2 separate regions of the Hordeum vulgare genome follow, and region 1 is linked to region 2. A link is a contact called in public Hi-C data. All regions are on one chromosome and are shown on one strand. The core of a region is the stretch at or near the end of the contact, and the rest is flanking DNA. Distances in the headings are between cores, read along the strand shown. Region 1 holds the start of LOC123442858 (transcription initiation factor TFIID subunit 15b). Region 2 holds the start of LOC123442857 (DEAD-box ATP-dependent RNA helicase 40-like).

Region 1 (2,700 bases), core at 169-2,668, 180 kb before region 2:
ATACGGTATACTATTATTTTTAAAGTCAAACTTCTCTACCTTGAACCTAACGTAGTGAGAAAAATATCAATATCTACCGTATCAAAATAGTACAATTAAATTCGTAAAATATAGTTTCATATTTTGTTTATTTGTATTGTACATGTTGATATTTCTCTCTTTAAAATTGGTCAAATATAGAATGTTTGACCTAACAAAAAAAATTAATACACCATATATTTTCGAACGCGCGGGGGGGGGGGGGGGGGGGAGTAGAACTAAGAACCCATCATTTGTGTGACTTACAAAAATATACCTTTTTAAAATAGTTTTTAAGGCTTATAGATCGAATCTCTAAAGGCCCTATCTCCCTCGTAGTGTGTTGACGTGATAAGACCCTGATCTTATGAATTTTGCTCTGAGCTTCGGCATATGTTTTGTGAACGGTGACGACAACCCTGTGAAGTATGCTTTGGTTAAAGATACTCTTCTTCTATTCTTCTGTGATAGGGTGCTCATAGTCTGTTTCCTGTGAGTTTGGTGACGAAGTACACTTCGGCAACTTTTGTTCCAAGGGTCAATGGATGTGTATTTGGTCATAACACGTAATATGATCTTATATTTTCATCGGTTGGGTGGGCGGTTTGTGCTTCTTTTCAAAATCTTTGAGGCTAATTTAGTATGCAGGCCTTGTCTTCTATAGTTCTTTCCCTGGAAAAGCTTTTCTATGGTTTCTTCACTAATGTTATGGTGGAGTGCAGATATGCAAAAGGTGAAAACTGGAGACACCGACTTCAAAGAACCACATGTAGCTTTTAGTCATGGATCTTTATTCTTCGTTTGTTTGTTCAATCTAGACATCTTCCCTAACATTCCCTAAATAAGCCACAAATATTTGAGAGGTGTGTCCTACATGCAAGACCCGATGTGAAGTTGCACTAGTCTTGTTCATTAATGCATGCCGTGTAAGTGAAAAATGTCTTTCAGCTCCAGCAAAAATAATAGAATTTGTCTTCTAAAATTAAGATTCAGATTAACTGCAAGTTTCTTATTTATTTTTCTTGTAGAGAAATGTTACGACTCACTTCACGGTTGCTGAATTGCGTCATGGTTATTATATGAATTTCTAATTAAAGATGAGTCATATAAAATTGAAACAGATCAAACAAACAATACAACACACAATTACTTTTTTGATAAGACAAATAAACACGTAATATTTTTTTGAGGGGTAAACACACAATTTTTTTTGAGGCAAGGTAAACACACAAATTGATTGGACGGTCATGTAGTGGGCTTCACACGTCAAAACATCTAAATGGGCCGAGCCGAATGCAGTCGAAGGAGAAGGCCTGCCGGAGTCGGTCAGCGCAACCGAATCAAACAGGACTCTTCAAAATAAAAATCCGGCCCATGTTCGCGATGTTTCGCTCTTGCAATCGGCAATCGCGTCGCGACTGTTTTGCCCTAATCCACAGCGGGCGCCTCCCCCCCTGCATCGCGAATACTCTGCTCCGCCCTCGCGGCCTCTCCAACACTCCCAAACCCTAGCTTGGCGTGACCCCATGTCGGGGTCGTACGGATCCGACGACTACCGCGGCGGCGGCGGCGGCTACGGCGGCCGAGGTCGCCTCAGGATCCTCGGAATTGGTTTTGTCTCCTCTTCCTGGATCGTTTATCTGACCTTTTTCGTGTCTGCGTAGGTGGCGGTGGTGGTGGCGGCGGAGGCGGTCGTGGGCGCGGCGGTGGTGGAGGATATGGCGGCAGCGGTGGAGGCGGAGGAGGATATGGAGGTGGCGGCGGTGGGGGAGGGTACGGCGGCGGCGGGAGAGGGGGTGGTGGTGGTGGAGGAGGCTACGGCGGCGGTGGCGGAGGCGGCGGGAGAGGTGGCGGGCGCGGGGGAGGACGCGATGGTGACTGGACTTGCCCTGACGCAAGGTGGGTATCGAATTCTCGCTATCTCGCTCTAGGATTTGGTGTTGGGATCTTCTCAACTGTCGTGGGGATTTAGGCTAGGCAGAACTTTCATGACATTTTATTGTTGGGAGCTTATGCCGTAGCGCGGTCACTGGAATTTCAAACATCACACCATTCTGATGGTTTAGTTTCAACTTCTGCTAGATGCCCTATGGCCTTAAAATCATAACTTATGATCCTTGATATTCATGTCTGTAATTTACATTTGAGATTATTGCCGGGCTATATGTTGATATACTAGCATTATTTGCCCTGGTTATTTACTCTGTTATATATATATTTTATTGGTTGTTACACCAGAGCATATACATTTAATTTACCATTGTATTTCTTTGCGATGTTGTTCAGTTATTGGAAACATCGGTGGGCTCTAGTTTTGTAAACACTACCAGGTGTTTTCATGCTGAGTGTATTATCTTCTATGCAATCGTTGAGACTAAACGTATATGAATTCTTGTTGCAGCTGCCTTAATGTGAACTTTGCAAGGAGGACTGAGTGCAATAAGTGTGGGGCAGTTAACCCAAGTGGAGGTGGAGGTGGTGGCGGCGGCGGTGGGTACGATAGGTCTGGTGGAGGTGGAGGGTACAATCGTGGTGGTGGTGATCATGGTTCAGGAGGCGGTGGCTACAGCAGAGGTGATGGAGATTACAACTCTGGTGGTCGTGATGGTGGTGCCGGAGGAGCAAGAGGAGGGTATAATCGTGATGGTGGGAGTGGCCGTGGTTTTGATGACCACCGTGGTG
Region 2 (2,700 bases), core at 111-2,610:
TTAGAGAAATCATCGAGTTGATTTGTAGCATCAGCCTTTTTATATCATCAATCACACTTGCGGCCCGTCATAACATACACATTTTTGTCATGTTGCATGAATGCGTGTGTGAGTGTTGATTTTGTACTCGATGTTTCTAAAGAAAAAAACCCTGTCAAAAAAAGTAAAAAAGTTGCTTCAGGCCATGTTCGGTTAACCCCCTCACCACACAGATTGAAGGGGATTGGGGAGGTTTGAAGGGGGATTTTGACTTGCAAGGGATTTAATCCCCTCCAATCCGTGTTAAACCTCTTCAAACCCTGCATAACCGAACAAGCCCTCAGGCCTTGTTTGGCAGCAAGGGATTGTGGTGGTTTTGGGAGGAGAGGATTTGAGGGGATTTGGTGAATCCCCCTCTTCCACCCAACCCTTGAAACCTCAAATCCTTCTCCAGCCACACATCCTTCAAATCCCCATCCATACAAAAACGTTGTTTGACAGGAAGGGGTTTCTATATTAAATTAAAATGGTGTAAAACAGTTAAAAATCTAATCTTGCAACAATTCTTCACATGAACAACATAATTTGCTTGACTTGCAATCAATATATTATCACAAAATTGTGCAGTCACATCACAACAACATAATATCGCTCAACAACATGACTTACAACCAATAATATCTCATGGGTATTCCGCATTCGCAAGTCCGAGAAAACTAATTATATCTCATACGTATTCGACATTAATTCACAAGTCTCAGAAAATACGTGCGTACATTTAAATATGTTGGATAACAAAATATATAAGCATGTTGAAATATTTGTGCAACATAGAAATAAGCTTCACTTCTGTTCTACAACGATTGCTGAAAGATGACATGAGCACAAATTTCAACTACAAAACAGCAATAGGGATGACACAAAAGCAACCGAAGAGACTCTCAAACGGACGATTTAAAGGGGCTGTGCAAAAATCCCATTCGAAAAGAGAAGATTTGAGGACGTCCGTTCCTTTTTTCCGATATACAACGTCGAACTCAATCTCTGGTCTGCATCCACCGTAGGTCACGAGACAGCCGAGCGATCCGAGCCGTCAAAACCCATCTCCTGCGGTCTCCCCCACCATCCCGTCCCGTGCCTGACCTAAAAAAGATCCAATCCCGACCCAACCCCCCATTGCGGCTCTAAAATCTCTCCCCCGTAGCCTCGCCACCGATGTGCCCTAGCGGCTAGAGCTGCCGCCGCGCCCGCCATCGCCGCCGTCACCGCCGGCGCCTCGCCACCCACCCACCCCCAAACCCCACGCCACTCCCTCGCCGCCGACGCCGACGCCGAAGCCTCACCCCCCCAAACCCTCGCGCCTCACCGCGCGCGTCGCCGCCGGCGCGTCCCCCTCACGCGCGTCGCTGCCGTCGCCGTCGGGGCTCTACCTCATTGCTGCTCCCCTGGCCTGCCGTCTCCGCCCCGTCCGCGACCCAATCTTCGGGCCGTTGGGGTTTTGATTGAGGTACGAGCTTTTACTCGTCCACTGTTTATTGGTTTCCTGGCTGTTTAGTTACGAACTAACCTTGGCAAATTCTGGGCGTGCGCCGTCTAGATCCGCCGCTGGCCATGGCGGGAGCAGAGGCTGCCGCGGATGCATCGGGCCCGCGATTCGCCCCTGACGACCCGACGCTCCCCGCGCCTTGGAAGGCACTAATCGACGGCGAGACGCTCTACTACTGGAACCCCGAGACAAACCTCACCCAGTATGACAAGCCGGGTGCGGCCGCACCTCCCTTGCCCGCTCCTGCGCCAACGTCAGTGCCGGGGGCTTTCGCGCAGCCTGGCATGCAGCAGCAGCAGCAGCAGCAGACGCAGCAGCAGCAGACGCAGCAGCAGCAGCCGCAACAGACGGCACAACAACCGCAGTTTCAGTATCAAGGTCAGCAAGCACAGCAACCGCCGTTTCAGTATCAACAGCAGCAGCAGCAAGAGCAGATGCCAAACCAGCAGGGTTCACAACAGCCCCTAGCTCATCAGTACCCAAACGCGCATCAGCAGCCAATGCCATATCAGCACGGTCATTATATGCCACCCCAGCAGCAATATTCATACCAGGTAGGCCAGCAGCCACAAATGCCGCAAACTCAGTATAATCAAGGTCAGCAGATGCCAATCCCGCAAGCTGCCAATCAAGGTCAGCAGCCAACGATGCCACCAGGAGCTTACAATCAAGGTCAGCAGCCAACGATGCCACCAGGAGCTTACAATCAAGGTCAGCGTCCCCCGATGCCGCAAGCTGCCTACAGTCATGGCCAGCGGCCGCCTATGCCACAATCTGCTTACAATCAAGGCCAGCAGCCACAAATGCCGCATGCTTCTTACAATCAAGGTCAGCAGTTGCAGGGAACAAGGATGCCTCAGACTCAAGTGCAGCACACACAACAATCACCAGGCTTTCATCAACCTGCCCAGGCTTCACAAGGTGTGCAAGTTTCACAGCCTCAAGTACCTCAAATGTCCCCCCGACAGGGCCAACTCCAGCATGGCTTCCAGTTCACCCCTCAACAGGGAAAGCAATCACACCATGGTCATCTTGTCACCCAATATGGACAACAAAATACCACGGTGAAGGTTGATGCAGGAACTCATCATGAAGGAAAGCAGACTGGCTTTTCCTTGCCGCTTAGTCAGCAGCATGGCCAAGTTCCTCCTTCAAACCAGACGTTGCCTTCGAGT

Evidence for each region. A called contact is a pair of places that touch in the nucleus more often than the background predicts.
Region 1: a Hi-C map of seedling shows a contact between it and region 2, with 7 times the contacts expected there. The contact joins the promoter of LOC123442858 here to the promoter of LOC123442857 in region 2. A contact is called at or near these places in 2 of 6 Hi-C or Micro-C datasets (leaf and seedling).

The regions. Positions count from the first base shown.
Region 1 is chr3H:38,839,520-38,842,219 of MorexV3_pseudomolecules_assembly, reverse strand. LOC123442858 (transcription initiation factor TFIID subunit 15b) reads left to right here and starts at 1,418. Exons shown (of 7, transcript XM_045119029.1): 1 at 1,418-1,676; 2 at 1,679-1,917; 3 at 2,420-2,700. The coding sequence starts at 1,545.
Region 2 is chr3H:38,655,221-38,657,920 of MorexV3_pseudomolecules_assembly, reverse strand. LOC123442857 (DEAD-box ATP-dependent RNA helicase 40-like) reads left to right here and starts at 1,360. Exons shown (of 9, transcript XM_045119028.1): 1 at 1,360-1,486; 2 at 1,577-2,700. The coding sequence starts at 1,591.